Regions from separate parts of the Mus musculus genome. Here regions 2, 3, 4, 5 and 6 are each linked to region 1. The links are chromatin contacts, called in public HiChIP or PLAC-seq and Micro-C maps. All regions are on one chromosome and are shown on one strand. The core of a region is the stretch at or near the end of the contact, and the rest is flanking DNA. Distances in the headings are between cores, read along the strand shown. Region 1 holds the start of Suds3 (suppressor of defective silencing 3 homolog (S. cerevisiae)). Region 2 holds the start of C330018A13Rik (RIKEN cDNA C330018A13 gene). Region 3 overlaps Tesc (tescalcin). Region 4 overlaps Ccdc60 (coiled-coil domain containing 60). Region 5 has its middle 19 kb from the start of Gm36841. Region 6 holds the start of Srrm4 (serine/arginine repetitive matrix 4).

Region 1 (2,783 bases), core at 200-2,699:
ACCCCAAGTAAAAACAGTTTTGTTTTGTTTTGTTTTTTTCAATAAATAACACGGTCTCGGGGTTCACAGTGTGATCAAATATCCTGCGACATATAGACAGTCGTGAGCCACTCCAACCTGGACCCTCAGAAAAATCAGTGTTCTAAACTGCTTAATTTAAACTGGTCTTAAGCAAAGATCTGGATCCAATGGCCTGAGTGAAGAGGGTCAATTTTGTCTTCGCTGTACCCCCTCGTGGTCATTAAAAGAAGTGCACCTTTCACATTGAAAAATCCCTAGTTAAACCTTGATTTTGTTTTTGTTTTGTTTTGTTTTGTTTTTTAACCATAGTTAAAACAAACGCACTCAGTTCCTATAACTTGCTCTGCGTGCACTGAGGCCGGAGCAGACCCAAGTCCTCACAAAGCCGCCTCCTTTCCTTCGGTGGAAGGAACTTTCACGGAAGCCCTGTCTAGAGCCAGCTAGCTATGTTACTACGCATTTGAGAGACTTAAGATCCTGCCCGCAGTTGGGGGTAGCTTTTGGCTTTTTACAGCCCGACTCTATGCCTGAATACTGTCCACTCCGCCCATACAAAGACCTCCCCTTGCCCCTTCTGCTTCTAGCTTCTCCCCCACCTAGCCAGCTCCTTCCTCAATAATCCCTCTGGGTGTCCCTCACACCCGCCAAAAGGTAAATAAACAAGGTCCCGGATCGAGACCTGAGGCTGGAGGAGCGATCACGCAAATGCAGACTACTCGGACCTGAAAACAAATCCCAACCTCCCCTTTCGCCCACTTCGCCGTGGCAGGACACGATTCCATTGAACCCCTCCCAACCTAGGAGATGAGGACTCCAAGCTACCACGCAGGAGGTGGGTAAACAAGACAGCTTTAAGGTCACAAAGCTGGGGGCGGGGGAGAGGTGCCGGCCAAAGGAAGACTTATCGCCTGTCCCATTCCGGCTCCCCAAGCGGAGCTAGGGGCATTAAAACAGTGGGAGGAGAGAAGCTGGGAGCGAGAAAGCCAGGGCGAGCATTGCTCCGACCCGAGTGCGGAAATGAGAGACGCTGGGCTGGGGACCCCTGGCTCGCAAGAGCTCTGGCGACCTCTGACCACCCGCACCCGGGCCCCGTCCCCACACCCGCACCTTCGTCGGACTCTCGGCCCCGGCAGCTGCGCTCGTCGTCCTCGGCGCTCTCCAACTCCTCCTCGTCCTCCGGGTAGTACTCCGGGGCGGCCGGCGCTGCAGCCGGAGCCGGCGCCGGAGCCAGCAGCCCCGCGGCGCTCATGTCGCCGCCTCGGGGCCGCGGCGGAGCCGGTCCCGCGGAGATCGCGGCCGCCTGGCTGCGTCCCCGGAGCCCCGCAACCTCGCGCGGTTCCGAGCCGCGGGCACCGGGACTCCCCTCGGCTCCGAGCTCCGCCCCCCACCCCGCACCCCGGCGCCCGCGCTGGGCAACGGGGGCCTCGCGCAGCCGGCTACTTCCGGGTCGTGGGCTGCTCGGTGACAGCCTGATCAGGCCGTCCTCGAGACGGTAGGTGAGACGCCGGGGCTCCACGGTTTCTGACACGGCGGCCGCGGCGGCGTCACTGTCTTAAGAATCCGCGATCGGCCACGGCGGAAGGGGCGGAGGCGGGAGTCTCTGGAGTCAGGCATATCCAGGGGCAGCCGCGCCAGCAGTCAGGACCCCGGAGTTGGAGGTGGCACTTCTGGCAGTGGCCACCAGGCGGCGCCTGGAGTCAAAACTAAAGTGTGGATGGACTCGACCTGATGGGCGGAGGCTTTGCAGAGCCCTGGATAGGTAGCATGGTCTCTGATTCATGCAGGTGAATGGCACGAACGGTTCCCGCGGTGGGCTTGGACGCCTGGCCAGCCAGAGTGTGTGGGATACAGAAAATGTTGTGCGTGGTTGCTCCCCTGCCTTAATGGGGGCTTTATTAAAAATTATGGTAAAGGCAAGTTGTTGCCATTTCATCCACCGGTCAGGTGAAAGTGTGTCCCTAGGCCTTGCCAGTACTTTCTTTTGAGTAGATTTACTGGGTAAGCTGTTCTACCGGTTTTACAAATGATCAAAAGAGTTGTCATTCTTTCTCCTTTCAAGAAAAGAAAAAAGAAAAAACGGTGGCGTCAGTCTAGCATCCCAGATCCACAGCTGTCCACAGGATAACTTCCTTGTGCTTCCCCAAACATAATTTTTAAGGTATTTTAGCCTAAAACAGTAATTTAATAACCTGCTAATTTTTACTTGAGTAAATAGGGCATTTCCCTCCAGGAACTACATTGGCTTAAATTCAGAAGCCAACGCTGAGCAAAGTGACCTTTAGTCCCAGGACTAGGGAGGCAGAGGCAGGCTGAGTTCAAGGCCAGCCTGGTCTGCAATTCGTGTTTCAGAACAGCCATGGATACACAGAGAAACCCTGTCTTAAAAACAAAAAAAAACAAACCAAGCCATGAAACTGAATCTCTCCATGTGTTAATCTGTGTAGCCCTGTGAAACATAGTGTTACAGTTTTGCTTAGAAGAGGAGGAAGAGGAGGAAAGGGAAGAGGTGGAGGAGGAAGAGGAAGAAGGTGGAGAGGAGGAGGAGGAGGAGGAGGAATAGGAGGAATCATCTCAGCACTTGGGAGGCAGAGGCAGGTGGATTTCTGAGTTTGAGGCCAGCCTGGTCTACAGAGTGAGTTCCAGGACAGCCAGGGTTACACCGAGAAACCCTGTCTCGAAAAACAAAAAACAAAAAGAAGAAGAAGAAGGAGGAGGAGGAGAAGCAGAAGCAGTAGCAGCAGCAGCAAAAACCTATGGTCTCT
Region 2 (2,783 bases), core at 119-2,618, 990 kb before region 1:
ATTCTAACCCAGTGGTTTCTAACCTGTGAGTGTGGCCCCTTTTAAGGGTCACGCGACCATTTCACGGGGTGGGGGTGTAAAGGGGGCACATATCAGATATCCTGCATGTTAGATATGCACATCACAATTCCTTAACAGTAGCAGAATCCATGAACTAATTTGTACCTGAGGCACATTGCAATAACAAAGTAACACTGAAAAGAATTTTATGATTGGGGGAAGAGGGTCACCCCAACATGAGGAACTGCATTAAAGGGTCACAGCTTTAGGAAGCTTGAGAACCACTGGTTTATTGCAACACCTGGCATGCGGCACACACAGACAGCCTGCTGGCTCTCTCGTACATCATCGTCCCTTGCTGGTGCTTGATGGGATATCTCTGGGAAGGCCCCACGATGCTGGCTACATTGTAGCTGTGCTCTCGGTGAGAGAAGGTCTGAGCATGGGAGGGATGCATGCTATCTAGTTCACACCAGTGAAGCCCCCCTGATCCCCGGGGGCACCTGTTCTCTTCCCATGAAAAGATAGCCATTGTCGTTTTCTAAATATCTAAAGAGATGCTGAAGTTATCTCACTTCATCAGCTCTCCCAGTGTGTTCTTTTGGAAAGAATAGAAACTCGTCTTCTTTAAACTCACCCTCAAGCAGGTGTCCCCAAACTCTGACTTCTTAGCCTAAATATGTCCTGTGGTTTGCTTTTTATAGGATTTTTTTTAAAAAAATAAGGGCTATGTAACTAGGCATAGTGGTACACACACCTGTGATTCCAGTGCTTGGGAGATAGAGGCAGGAGATTCAGGAGTTCAAAGCCAGCCTCAGATACATAAGCAAGTTCAAGATCCGCTCCCACAACGCTGGGCTTCAAAACCAAATAAACAACAAAAGAACTGTTTGTATAAACAGAAAGTTCCACCGATATCTACTGGAAGTGTTTCTCTAGGGAAGATACAGTTCCATCGCAGCAGCAACGTAGATGGCTTGTGAAGTCTAGCGGGATGGCAACTTTGGGGACCAGATACATTGTTGCTGTTCTCTCGGATTCTGATGAAGCTGTTCACTCCAAAAAGATTTCTCCCTGGGGCTCTTGAAGCCCAAGAGACTGGAGATGATGCTTGTGTTGCTGCTCTTTGCTCCGGGTCATGTTTCAGTAACAAACCGTCTTCCTTGTCTGAGCATGTAGGACTTGTTACTGTTGTTGACAGTCTCTGCCTTCCCTTTTGGGCAAGACCCTTAGGTTTCGCTCAAGGGCATGGTGAGAGTGGTGCTAAGAGTTGCCACTAGATGGCGCCATAGTTACGAGCAATAGACCGACCGAGCTGGAGTCTGGCGTGGAGGAAGCAGAAAGTCTTGTGATTTCAGGCTATTTCCTGTCCTAGACAGACCTCATTCTAGACTCTGCTCTGCCACAGATCGTCGGTGTCTTTGTATGCTTAATTAAAAAAAAATGGGGATTATAAATAAAGTAATGCTCCATTTTCCCTCAGAGAGATGCGGTGAACATCAGGGAGACCAGACTTCAAGCGCCAACCACAGTTGGGCAAGGTGGACCAAAGGGCTCTGTTCTGATCCAAAGCTGGATGAAGGTACGGAGTTCTAGGGTGGCACACTCAGGACAGCCGTAGCTACAGATGACCCAGTTTGCTTAAAAAGACAACAGGGAAGGAAGGGTTTGGGACATTTTTATTATAAATGATAAACCATTTGAGGAGTGAGCTGTGTTTGCTTGTGATTGAACACAGTACCACGTACACATAAAAATCACCCAGCACAGTATGCACAGTTTCAATTTTTTTATGTAGTTAGGAATCAGTTACAAATAAGTTCAGGGTCTGGGGAGTCAGTACTGTGTAAGCGTGAGGGTCTGAGTCCAGCTCCTTTCACCCATGTCAAAAAGCCAGGGTGGGGAACATGTGCCACAGACTCCGGCATTGGGAGGCAGACACAGGCGCGCTTAGAAGCCTGATAGCCAGCCAGCCTAGCTGAATCCACAAACCCCGGGTGCAGTGAGAGACCCTGTCTCAAAATATTAAATGTGAAGCATGCTATGGTGTTTGTCAACTTGACACAAACCTGAACAGCCCTGGGAGAAGGGAGACGGAGCTGAGGAGTCCCTCTCACCACTGTAACCCCAGGCATGTCTGTGGGGGATTGCACCCAATCCATTGTGAGGGTGCTGTCCCCAGGCAGGTGGTCCGAGGCTGCAGCAGAAAGCTAGCTGAGTGATTTATAAAGAGCAAGCCAGTGGGCAGAGTTCCTCCATGGCCCGTGCTTCAGTGTCTGCCTAGAGTTAATATCTTGACTTTTTTCATGATGATGGACCGTTCCCTGCAAGCCAAATAAATCCCTTTCCTCTCCAAGTTGCTTTTAGTCAGCGTTTTATTTATTCTTTTTTTGTCTTTTTTTTTTTTTTTTTTTTTGAGCCTGGATCTCACTGCATAGCTCTGGCTGGCCTGGAATTAAAGGTGTCCACTACCATCCCTGGCAGGGTAGAGTAGTTTTTATCCTAGCAGCACACGAAAAAGACAGAGTGGTAGAAGGCCACTCAATGTTCACCTCTGGCCTATGTGTATGTACACACACACACACACACACACACACACACAGGCACGCACACACGCATAAACACATGCACAAACACATGCTCACACATGCACAAATGCACACACACATGCAGGCATGCATGTGCACACACAAACATATGCACACACATCTATACACACAACCTTATACAAGCAAAACATAAATGTAATTTAAATTTAAAAAGAGTGGAAGAATCCTTTCGAG
Region 3 (2,783 bases), core at 165-2,664, 920 kb after region 1:
GACCCCCTGGAAATGAATGGCTATCCTTTTCACTTCAGTGTTCTGTGGGGCCCTTAAGCTTACCCAGACCCAAGGCCAGGTGGGTCCGCCATTATTGTCATCAGTGCTGTGGCCATTTTAACACTGTCTGGCAACTTCAGCTCATCACCTCGTGGGGGTCTCAGTCCCTGGTTGCTTCTGGCAAATAGATGTGACCTCCTCCCTCCCCCGGACAGGGTCTTGTCCCGCACCCCGAGCTGTCCTACTGGAGATCCTCCCGCCTCTGCCTCCTAAATGCTGGATTTACAGGTGTGTTCACCTAGGCCTTCCCTGTTCAGGGAAAGCTCTGCCTTCTGAGCTTAGCAGGTTATTGAGGTGGCTGCTGGGTTTCTCCAGCGGCCGCGTGTTTAGAGTGCCAGGTGGAGCCCGTGCTAGCTCTCAGAAGCCCGGCCAGGTTCTCTGATTTCATTCTGGTTGCGGTTGCACGTGAGGTTAAGTTCCTGCCTCTTGATTCAGCCTCAGATATGTTGGCTGCGAAGAGTTCTGAGGGCGAGGCTGAGCTGTCTCCTGGATGCTGCTGCATCACGCCCACTTTCTGAAATGTCTGCTTAGATGGAGCTGGACCCCGCCCTTCTGAACGGCTCCACTGTGATGCAGAAATGGAATGTGGCCCCCCCCCCACCGCCCCCAGCACATGGCAGGAATGAAGCAACCCTTCCAGAGCTGTGTGACCCTCGGGGAGCCACACTGCCTCTCTGATCCTGTCTCAACAGTCAAGTGGTGTGTGCTGCCTGCCCAGCCCTGGCTCAGCTCCCGCTGGAGGCAGGCTGTCACTCTCTCTATTCCAGCTATAAGGAGAATGTAAAGTGCAGAGTAAAGATGGAGGAAGACGGTGCGCTCCAACTGTGGCGCTCAGAGCTGCGCGCTCCCACTCTTAGAGCTCCCTGAATTGCTCAGCTCTCAGGATGTGTGGCAGGGGGAAGGCAATCCACCCGTCATGTTTACCCCACCCACCCCCATCCCCACCCCCAAGGATGTGTTCTGTACAGAAACAGCCCACAGTGTCCCCAGCAGGACCCTTGGTGCCCCAGGTGACAGTAGATGATGTGTCAGAGATGTTGGGCTGGACCATTTCTGCCTCGGGGCCGGTTTTTGCACCGGCCTGAAGTCTGTGTGAAGAGGGTCCGAGGGTCTGTGCTCCAGGTTGAATTTGAAAAAAAACAAAAAAACAAACAAAAAAAAAACCAAACCAAACCAAACAAAACACTTCAAAGAGGCCAGGTGCATCCTGGGTAGATTGTAAAGTCCATGGCAGCAGGGTGAGTGGGTATCAGGGCTGAAGCTGCCAAGGCAGCAGGTGGAGGAGGGGTGCTCACGAGAGAGGGCAGCTGGCCCAGGATCCCCTGCGAGGAGGCTCCCGGAAGCCCAGCCTCCCTCCCTCCCTCCCTAGCCACGAATTAGTCACTGCTGTGTCTGGAGCCCCAGGTGGCCTCCCTGTGGAGCTCAGAGCCAGCCGAACAGCCCTGAAGATTGGGGTTGCCTAGGGCATGCAGCAAGCCAGTCACAGCCAGGCTAACGGCTGTGGTTTCTCCATCCAGCTAAGTAGTCACTGATTTTGTTGTTGTTGTTTATTTGTCTTTTCAATTGAAGCCAAAGTTCATGTGACATAAAATTTACCATTTTAGGACAGGGAAGTGGCCCAGTCGGTAAAGTGCCACCTGTGAGGATCCAAGTTCGCGCTCCCTGGTACTTTATTCCCAGCACTGGGGATGCAGAATCGGGAGGAGCCCTGGGGCTCTGTGGCCAATCTGCTAGCAGGCTGAATCTGTGAAGCAGGTGCCCTGAGGGACCCTGGCTCAAAAACCAAGCTTGAGAGTGGCAGAGGAAAACACCAGATGTTGACCTCACCCCTTCCACAGGCCCCCATGTAAAACACAAGTGTACACACATAAACACACATGTACACACATGCACACACACATATACTCATACACATACATACATACATACACTCATACACTCACTCACACATACATACACACACATAACAAACACATGTACACACATGCACAAACACATACACTCACACACATATACACACATACATACTCACATAACACACTTCTACACACACATGTACACACTTAAACACACACATAACACACATACACACTTGTACACACACAGTCATACACATACATACATACACATACACTCACTAACACATACACTCACTAACACACTTGTACACACATATACACGCAATACACACATAAGCAGACACATGTATAATACATATACACATACACACATAAACACACACATACATACACTTACACATATAAACACACATACACACATAAGCACACACATACACACTCACCATTTTAATTACTGTGAAGTGAACGACTCGGTTGGGTTCAATGCATTTAGAGTTCTAAACCACCATCTCTGTTTCCAGATCATTCCATCACCCCCAATTAAACCCTGTACCCACCCATTATCCATTTTTACCCTCTCCTCCCGGACCTTGCCCAGCAAGAGTCTTTTTCCATTCCCATGGAGTCACCTGGTATGTCGCTTGACATATAGACTTGTGGACCAGGTGGCTTTGGTGCTGGCTATGACATTGTCAACACCCTGTGTGCCAGTGAGGGTCCCCACAGCCTCTCTTGATTGGGAACAAGAGAGTATGCCCATGTACTTCTTCTCCTCTCATACAGTTGTCCACAGGCGACTTGGCTGTTGCCACCTTGGAGAGCTGTGAATAGTGTTGGAGATGGCTCGTCGCCATGGGAGCCACT
Region 4 (2,783 bases), core at 123-2,622, 910 kb before region 1:
TACGGAAACAGAATGTTGAAAACAGAGTGGAGATGAGTAGCTGGGTGTGCGCACGTGCTCGCGTGCACACACACACACCTGCATGTGTGTGGATATATATTTACATACACACAAATTATATAAGATATAAAAACAAATACATAAATATATATAAACCAATATATACTTATACATAGCTTTTTCAGTCACTGGGGGGAAATGTTCCAATGGAATGGCCCTCTGCATGCCACTCAGGGAAGTAACTTCTTTATGCTGTGATGCAGTCTCTGACTGACTCCCTCATGCCCCATGACCACAGGTGGTGCCCAAGCCCCCTAAGGGAAGGAAGATGCAGCCTTTTTTTTCCTCATACCTCCGGGAATCTTTGTTGTCTGTCAGAGACATAGTCCAACTGTCTCTTGTGACTGGAGGCAGAACTTTCAGCTAGGAAATTTTAATTTCATGTGTATGAGTACACCATTGCTGTCTTCAGACACACCAGAAGAGGGCATCAGATCCCATTACAGATGGTTGTGAGCCACCATGTGGTTGCTGGGATTCGAACTCAGGACCTCTGGAAGAGCAGTCAGTACTCTTAACCACTGAGCCATCTCTCCAGCCCAAAATACAGTAGGTTTGTTGTTGTTGTTGTTGCTGCTGTTGTTGTTTTGAGACAGGGTTCCTCTGTATAACCCTGGCTGTCCTGGAACTCATTCTGTAGACCAGGCTGGCCTCTAACTTAGAAATCCACCTGCCTCTGTGTCCCTAGTGCTGGGATTAAAGGCAGGTGTACGCCACCACTGCCCGGCCAGATCCAGCCTTTAACATCAGGTCACACAGCATGCTCACATGGCGCTGTGTCACATTTTGATTCATTACCATATCTCATGGGTGTATCAAGTTTTGTGACCTCACTGAGCTCATGTGTGTATGTATACACACAGACAGACAGACAGACAGACACACACACACACACTTTGTCCACAAAGACACCATAGTCCCTGGAAACACTCCATAATGATTTTAGTGGCAGAAACTTTAGCTGGTCTTGCTGGAGGAGGATGCTCACCCTGGCTGCACCCTCCCCTGCTTTCCCCACCCAGCCTCTCCTCAGTCAGGTTAACAGATAGATGCCTTGGCTTAGAACTACGCTTTAATTACTGTGAGTCAGCGTTTGTACAAGAAGACCAAGTCTCTTCTGAAAGAAGAAGAAAAACCCGCGGCGCGTCAACAAACAGTACTGTACACATCCCAATTAGGGTGATTGCTGGAAGGCAGCTGAAGCCCCTCCGTGGCTCTGGTTTCTAAGCAACTGCCATTACAAGTTCTGAACCTTGTTGGAGAGGGAACATCACCAGGCCTGCCTTGTTAATGAGCAAGCGAGCAAGCAGAGCTCCATGTGCCTCTTCCTGGCTCCCCCTCCCTCACCTCCTCTTCTTCTCTGTTTTACGCCCCATCACTTTTAGAAGCAGGGGGGGGGTGTGGGGGTTGCTTTGTGGAGGCGGGGTATTGATGAGGCTGAGTGTCCTCAAGGTCAGAGGCCCTGGTGGAGGGCGGGCTTGGGCTCCCAAGATTCGAACTGTTAATGATTGTCCGGTGGGACTCACGTCTTTTGTGTTGATCCATTTGATTCCCACAGTGAGCTCGTCATGCAGAAACTATCATGTTGGAGACTGGAGAGTGCAGCCGCTTGCTTAGCCTCTCACAGTGGGAAGATGGCAATGCTATGGTTTTCATTCTGCCTGTCTGAATCCCAGAGCCTTCCCTCCTCTCCCCATTCCTCGTCCTTTCCCAAACTTCCCTTTCTTCGCCTCCTCCTCCTCCTCCTCCCCCTCCCCCCTCCCCCTATTAAAGACCACCAACTTCATGGCCCAGTATATGCACACTCAGAATAATCACCATTGCCAAGATGATTAGCACGTCCCTCATCTCTCACCCCACCCCCCACCCCTGCCTCGAGGACGAGAACAGTTCGAATCTAACTGGTTGATGAATTGCAAGTGTTCAGTACAGCATAGGGTCTGGACCACTGTATAGCAAATCAGGACAAGGCCAGACTGCATAGCTGAGACGTGGACCCCCCCTCCCCCCTTCACCCCCCCCCCCCATTCACTACCATCCTCTTGGGCTCCTTCCTGGCAGCCACTATCTATCTCTGTTTCTATGAATTTGGTTGGTTCAGATTCAGAATCCCCCCCCCCCCCACACACACACACACATCCTGCTGTCAGCATCCAGTCAGGTTCCTGCCCCTGGCAGGCAGGAAAGCTGTGTGGTGCATGGAAGCAGACTAGCACCGCATATGAGCCGCACAGATATGGATACAAACCCCACCCCACAATGGCCACCCTTTCCTGTTGTGCTACACGGGGCTTAATAACTAAATGGGAGGGGTGGCTCTTCCGGGACCCACCAGTGTGAGCATTTAAAAATGCATTAAGCAGGGAGAGAGTGGTTTTTCCCTGGGCAGACAGACAATTTCTGAAGCATCGCTGGTTTATAATTTAGGGACAGACAGCAGAACAAGACACAGAGACCATCAGCCTGTGTTCTTCCTGACTGACAGTGTGACTGCTGTCTGGAGACATGCACTTCTTCACAGATCAGCAGTGGCTTTTCTCTAAGTAATGTTCATACAGGGGGAGGTGGGAAGGGTCTGGCGTATGATGCAATTGGACAGGGTGTTGTCATCAATGGCTTCCTCTATTTAATTCACAACCTTACTTTGCCCATCACCAAGAGGATGGATCTGACAGCCTCTTGGACATGGGGTGGTTGCCTGTCAATCTTTATCCTTGCCACAG
Region 5 (2,783 bases), core at 126-2,625, 730 kb before region 1:
TGAGCAGCCCGAAGAGGAAGGCTCATCTTAAAATGTGGGCCGTCATCTTCAGGAGCTTGAACAGGTGGGGTGCTCCACAGCGCTGAAGGGTCCAGGCTCTCCAGAAGTCTACCAGAGATGAATCTGGCTGCAGTTCCTCAAGTCTCCACGGGGGACACTGTAGTCATCATGAGAGAATTTGCCAGTCCATCAAAAAACCATTCCATCATAGTTCCCTAGGGACTCAAAATGCCACTGATCAATCCATCAAGTTCGCTAAATTTGCCTATTTTTTCAGAACCCGATTTTAAGGACAATTCTTATCAAACGTTAACGACTAAGACATATACTCTTTTTTTTTTTTTTAAATAAAGTCAGTGACAAGGATCCATCAGAACGCACTACTAATGTGCTCAGCGATAATACTCAGTAACTTTATATGTTTTGAATACTTTTATGATGAAATTATTCAAGGTGTTTTAATTACATCCAATATCCTGTTTAAGATATTCTCCAGGAGCAAGCAGTCGTACAAAGGCTAAAACAGCCTCCCGCAATATTTAGCTTCCGACAAATGGGGCTTACAGTGCTGCCAAGGAGTGTGTGTTCACTGAGTACATTTAAGATGAATTTATTAAGGCCATTTTCATATTCATTGAATATTAGAGCATCCATCTCCAAGTCCAGCAAGTTCAGCAAACCCGTGTGTTGCTGATCTGGCTTTTAGCCAGGTATCCATCTGTGGTGAGATACTCTGATTTCTGTGGAAGTCCAGGGAGTGTTAGATCCCACTTCAAAAGTCTTCACTTGGAGTTAACGCTTCAGAGGATAGGAAAATATGGTTATGATTAGGCTGGCCACCATGTGTGACCCTAGTTCCGGGGCATCTGACACCCTCTTTTAACCTTCCTGGGTACCTGAACATACACAGAACACATACACACACTCAGACACACACACACACCATTAAAAACAAAAACAGGATCCCTTTAATGAGGATAATGATAAAAAGACGGCTGAAGTGGCTTCCCCAAGGTCAATTCTTCAACCTAAGGAGGGGTGAGATTTGAACTTAGAATAGGAATTTTCCTCAGCTGGGAATTCTCACTCGGGCAGGGAAAGGCGTCATCTAAGGCAGATGGGGATTTGAACTCCAAGTCCGTAGTCCTGGTTACTGATTTGTTCGTTCTTCCCTCTCCCGACTCCCTGCAAAGATGGTCTTCCTAGATCATCGTTAACCAGCTTAGTTGGTGAGGTGCTTGCCTGGCAAGCTTTCGAACCTGAGTCCCATTCCCAGAAACCGATGTTTTAAAAAAGCTGGCTCAGGCTCGCAACCCCAACTGCTAAGGAGGTGGAAACAGGTGGATCCCAGTGGTTTGATAGTCAGGCAGCTCAGCCTGCTTGGTGACTTTCAGGTCACCAAGAGACCTCAAAACAAACAAATGGGGAGGGGGAGGGGTGCGGCGGGGGTAGGGAGCACTTGAAGAATTTCAATTGCAGCTGACCTAGGGCCTCCATAGGCATGTGCACATGTGTGCCCCACCCCCTCACCCCACCCAAATAAATTCTCACACATATACAGATGCAAGTTTAAAAAAATGAAAGATGAGCTGTGGTCCTGGTGAGCACTGATTGACAGGGACTTTGCATGAAGGCTTCTGGGAACTGAAGGGCAGGATTTGATGTGAGGGATTCTGGGAGCTGGAGGGCGGGGTTTCGATGTGAAGGATTCTGGGAGCTGGAGGGCAGCTTCGTGGCTATCCCCATAATTCGGGAAAGGAAGGGAAATTGTTGGGAATCAGGAGGGCAACCTCTTCTCCTTTCTCTGCTCCATGTTCAAACAAAGGTCACAGATATCTGGGTGACCTCCCTGTCTGTACATTTACCAAGTGGTCATGTGGAGCTCGCATAATGCCTTCTAAGGTGCTAAAAAAAAAAAAAAAACAAAATGGAAGGACCATAGTTAAGCCAGGGTAGATACAGCAGAAATTTCATGAGCCCCAAAGTATTCACTTTCTTCTTCTCTTGAAGAACAGGTTCTCTGTTTTTCCTCTTGAAAACATGCACCACATCTGCATCGCTGATAAATTAGAAAACATACTTTAAAACGTCCAATGAATCTACCCTTCCTTACACGGAAGCATCTTTGATGATACCCGTGTCTGTCTAGGGCTTTCGTTTCTATGGGGGTTTTAAATGGCATCATAGCGTTCATACACCATTTGTAAGCAGATGTGACTCATTCCTTGTGATTGTAAAGACTATTCCCCAACATGATGTGTGTGTGAATATGTGTTTCTGTGTACCTGTGTCTGTGTGTGTGTGCGTTTCTGTGGGTGCATGCTAGGTAAGGGTGCCAGTATGCATGCACGTGTGGTGCGCACGCATATAGAGACCCCAAGTCAACCTTGTGTGTTGTTCCCCGGGAACCACCCATTTTGTTGAATGAGACAAAGTCTCCCATTGGCCCAAGTCTGTCAGTGAGAACGGGCGATCCACCTGCCCACTTATTCAGCACTTGATACACAGACACCACCCCACCCAGCTGGTACGAAGACGCAACGCACGAAGCGTTTACTAAGAGTGCTCCTGGGCTATTTTCCATGCTCCTTCCACAATTTGGGTGTTTTGTTGTGTTGTGCTTTTTCTCTGTGTAGTCCTGACTGTCTTGAAACTCCCTCCATGGACCAGGCTGGCCTTGAACTCACAGAGATCCACCTGCCTCTGCCTCCTAAGTGATGGGATTAAAAGCATGTACCACCACACTTGGCATTTCCACAATTTTTGTGACTGTAAATGTCTTG
Region 6 (2,783 bases), core at 137-2,636, 520 kb before region 1:
CAGCAGCAAAAGATGAGTTTTTATACAGCCTTGATTTTCTCTGACAGAGGGCACAGCCCTCTCAAAGACTTCTGAATCTAACGATCTAGGAAAATATTGGGTATTTCTCTGCTGTGGAAGGCTCTGTGCCCCCTCAACCCCCTCTTGTCTTCTTTTTCTCCTGCCTTTGTATTTCTTCCCATCCTCTCCCCTCCTGTCTTTTTTTTTAACTACTGCTCCAGCACCCCAACTCATTCCAAAGTTCAAAGCCACCAGATCCTTAAAAAATAAAATAAAGTAAAACTTTCAGTATTATCTTCATGCTGACTTTGAGCTTTAGAGTTTTGGTTTTGGGTGCTGAAAAAGAAAGAATTCAACACGAGCAGCAGCTTAGGCTAAGACACGGAGGAGGGTGCTGCTTGGAGCGAGCGTATCTGAGGGAATAGCATATGGGCTTTTGTTGAAATGTTCAGAGACCCGCTAGTTTCTGGGCCAAGGGTTAGAATGCTTGTATTGAACACTGGCTGAGCTGAGTTCATGTCTTGTACAGCATCCCCTGACACCTCAAATCCACCACTGCTTTGCTCCCCTGACCTATGCACTTGGCGATAGCTCGAAAAGTTTTCAGTCAAGTACGTACCCCGAGCCACACCGCCCACCCTAAGAAAGCAAGGGGGTTTGCATAGGAGGTGCGGAGTCTGTAGGAGTGTTGTTCCCCGTCAAAAAATTCCTGTCCCTTTTCAACAGCCTCTCCCTTACACAAGCGATAATTTCTCATGTTCCGGCGTGAGATACCGGGTACGACGGGCTTAGTCCAGACACCCTGTTCCAGTTGCCTGCGTCCACCCGTCAAGATTCTGGGGCACAGGCAAGAAAAGGGGGGGGGACCTCCCAGTGTCCCTAACTCATGAACGAGGTCATTACCTTGGCATCGGCTTGCGGGCTGTGATACTGGCGACGATGATGCTCTCGGGACGCGGAGTGGCCACTGCTTTGAAGGTCCCTTTCCAGAACTTCTCAAACAGCTGTTTCTCGCCCTGCTGCAGGCTAGCCATCCTGAAAGCCCAAGGAGCCCGGGAGCCTGGGGCGCTGTCCGAAGTGCTGAAACGTGGATTACAAACCCGATGACACGCCCTGGGCTCCGGGGCGCTGTCCGCGTGAAACCCCCAAGGGGTGGGGTGGGGAGAGATCGGAGTTCAGGGCGGGGGATGGGATAGAACGGGACGTCTCGGGTTAGGCAGGCAGCGGAGAAAGAAGGTGGTTCCCCGGCTGGGTTCACCTCTTGGCTTGGCTCTGAGCTGCGCTGGGAGCAGGCTGAGCTCCGTGTCTTCGGCGAAGCAAAGCTAGCCGGCTTTCTCTACCGCGCAGAGAACAGAGAGGAGGCGACCGGGGCGTCTGCCGTGCGTGCGCGTGTGAGCTCCGGCGCGCCCGGGTTTTGTCTCTTGCACAATGTGACGTTGGAAGGGGAGGCTGGTCGCGCGAGCTGTACTTTCCTCCCTCCCCTTCTCCGTCTCCTCCTTCCCCAGCAACCCCTCCTTCTCTGGCTCAGCCTCCCGCCGCCATCTGCATAACAAAAGCCCGCAGGTCTGAGGAGGAGAAAGGGAGGGGCGAGCGCTTGTCTCTAAGGCCCCGTGGCCACAGAGTTGCGACTCTGACCCCTCTGAGAAGCGACCCCAACACCTCAAACAGAATCAAAAAGGAGATTCTTTCTCTTAGCCCTCACCCTTCCTCCATCGTCGCAGGCCTTCCCCTCAACCCTTACATGCGCACTCCCGGGCCTGGGCCACCTCCCTATCCTTTTGCAAGACTTGGGGAGCATCTTCCATTGAGGGAGCTACTAAAAAATGCCCCACCTATCCACCCACGCCAACCTGCCTTCACCCACCCCACTTCTGGGATGGACTGCCGAGGTCTGCAAAGTGTGTGTGTGTGGGTGCCCCTATGATTTTCTTTACGCCTGGGGGGCTCTTCCACCCCCCCACCCCGAAAATGCCATTTGACGGACAATCCGTCACCAGCGCGGTTTCTCGCCATCTGTCGAGCCGGCCCCCACCCGCAGAGGGGCGCAGCGTCACATCTGTGCTTGCGGCGCTATAAAGGATATCTCTTTTGTGCCTCGCAGCCGGCCTGCTTCGCGTCCCCGCTGCCAAAGCCCTCCAAAAGAACACCCCTCCCCCACCCCCCTGAGAACCCGCAGCCTGGGTGTGAAACAACAGTCCGATTTGGCAAAGAAAGACTGAGGGGGGAAGGGGGGGGAGGGCTTCCGAGGATTACAAGTAACTTTTTGGTCTTTCCATCTTCTTCCTCCCCCCTACTCTCCCAGTCCCAGCAGAGACTCAGAATCTCAAACTCCAGATGCGCAGGCAGTAGACAACAATGTCTCCCCGTTTTGCCGTAAGGGTCTTCTTAGGGAAGATATCTTAGTGAGATTTCCCCAGCCCATTTCTCCTCTGGAGCCTTTTAATACTTGGGAGTTTCACCTACCGCCAGGGTTTAAAAGTGAAACTCCTACAAGGAGCTTCTGCTAAGTCTTACAAACCTCCAAGCACTGACACCGGGTTCCACCCTGAAGGCAGAAAAAATTCTCTAATTTTTGTTGACCTAGTAGCAGTGGGGAGCGAAGACACCCCCACCCCCACCCCCAACATCAGTGCGAACTTTGTAAGTAAGTCCTTTGTAAGAGAATAGGAGGTACACGGAGGGGGGAGCAGAGTAGGGGAGAGGAGGACAGGATGGGGCAAGAGAAGCCGGGACACAGGAACAAGGAGTGAGCGTTGGCCTGGAAGAGGCTACAGGAGGAGTTT

What was found. A called contact is a pair of places that touch in the nucleus more often than the background predicts. HiChIP or PLAC-seq counts read pairs in DNA pulled down with a chosen protein or histone mark.
Region 2: a contact with region 1 is called in an H3K4me3 HiChIP or PLAC-seq map of embryonic forebrain, with 10 times the contacts expected there. The contact joins the promoter of C330018A13Rik here to the promoter of Suds3 in region 1. A contact is called at or near these places in 2 of 39 promoter capture datasets (embryonic stem cells and hippocampal neurons), 10 of 484 Hi-C or Micro-C datasets (the 3T3-L1 cell line, the C2C12 cell line, the MC3T3-E1 cell line and 6 more), 21 of 115 datasets of contacts at active chromatin or transcription factors (the NIH/3T3 cell line, the SCID.adh cell line, SST interneurons and 15 more) and 1 of 9 other capture datasets (liver).
Region 3: a contact with region 1 is called in an H3K27ac HiChIP or PLAC-seq map of thymic regulatory T cells, with 5 times the contacts expected there. The contact joins the enhancer-like site here to the promoter of Suds3 in region 1. A contact is called at or near these places in 2 of 484 Hi-C or Micro-C datasets (CD4 T cells and Th1 cells) and 2 of 115 datasets of contacts at active chromatin or transcription factors (pancreatic cancer cells and thymic regulatory T cells).
Region 4: a contact with region 1 is called in an H3K4me3 HiChIP or PLAC-seq map of embryonic basal ganglia, with 5 times the contacts expected there. The contact joins the enhancer-like site here to the promoter of Suds3 in region 1. A contact is called at or near these places in 8 of 115 datasets of contacts at active chromatin or transcription factors (differentiating embryonic stem cells, embryonic basal ganglia, embryonic forebrain and 4 more).
Region 5: a contact with region 1 is called in an H3K4me3 HiChIP or PLAC-seq map of embryonic stem cells, with 5 times the contacts expected there. The contact joins the enhancer-like site here to the promoter of Suds3 in region 1. A contact is called at or near these places in 1 of 15 datasets of contacts at CTCF or cohesin (large pre-B cells), 1 of 484 Hi-C or Micro-C datasets (embryonic stem cells) and 4 of 115 datasets of contacts at active chromatin or transcription factors (embryonic stem cells, large pre-B cells and stem cell-derived neural progenitor cells).
Region 6: a contact with region 1 is called in a Micro-C map of embryonic stem cells, with 4 times the contacts expected there. The contact joins the promoter of Srrm4 here to the promoter of Suds3 in region 1. A contact is called at or near these places in 2 of 39 promoter capture datasets (embryonic stem cells and hippocampal neurons), 1 of 484 Hi-C or Micro-C datasets (embryonic stem cells) and 3 of 115 datasets of contacts at active chromatin or transcription factors (embryonic forebrain, embryonic hindbrain and forebrain).

What each region holds. Positions count from the first base shown.
Region 1 is chr5:117,114,544-117,117,326 of GRCm38.p6, forward strand. It overlaps Suds3 (suppressor of defective silencing 3 homolog (S. cerevisiae)), which reads right to left and starts at 1,450. Exons shown (of 12, transcript NM_178622.5): 1 at 1,129-1,450. The coding sequence starts at 1,270.
Region 2 is chr5:116,122,246-116,125,028 of GRCm38.p6, forward strand. It overlaps C330018A13Rik (RIKEN cDNA C330018A13 gene), which reads left to right and starts at 1,369. Exons shown (of 2, transcript NR_153384.1): 1 at 1,369-1,582.
Region 3 is chr5:118,036,542-118,039,324 of GRCm38.p6, forward strand. All of the region lies in intron 1 of Tesc (tescalcin), which reads left to right. Among named protein-coding and RNA genes, the nearest start is that of Tesc, 10 kb to the left of the region's middle. Within about 2 kb of position 1,415, at least 156 of the 459 cell types and tissues checked have an H3K27ac peak or open chromatin away from gene starts, as enhancers often do. A contact at or near this core is called in Th1 cells, pancreatic cancer cells and thymic regulatory T cells, where this site is marked.
Region 4 is chr5:116,207,614-116,210,396 of GRCm38.p6, forward strand. The region is part of intron 2 of Ccdc60 (coiled-coil domain containing 60); the gene reads right to left. Among named protein-coding and RNA genes, the nearest start is that of Gm36552, 16 kb to the left of the region's middle. Within about 2 kb of position 1,373, at least 43 of the 459 cell types and tissues checked have an H3K27ac peak or open chromatin away from gene starts, as enhancers often do. A contact at or near this core is called in embryonic basal ganglia, where this site is marked.
Region 5 is chr5:116,386,071-116,388,853 of GRCm38.p6, forward strand. No RefSeq gene overlaps it. Among named protein-coding and RNA genes, the nearest start is that of Gm36841, 19 kb to the right of the region's middle. Within about 2 kb of position 1,376, at least 9 of the 459 cell types and tissues checked have an H3K27ac peak or open chromatin away from gene starts, as enhancers often do. A contact at or near this core is called in embryonic stem cells, where this site is marked.
Region 6 is chr5:116,590,431-116,593,213 of GRCm38.p6, forward strand. Srrm4 (serine/arginine repetitive matrix 4) reads right to left here and starts at 1,387. Exons shown (of 13, transcript NM_026886.3): 1 at 904-1,387. The coding sequence starts at 1,034.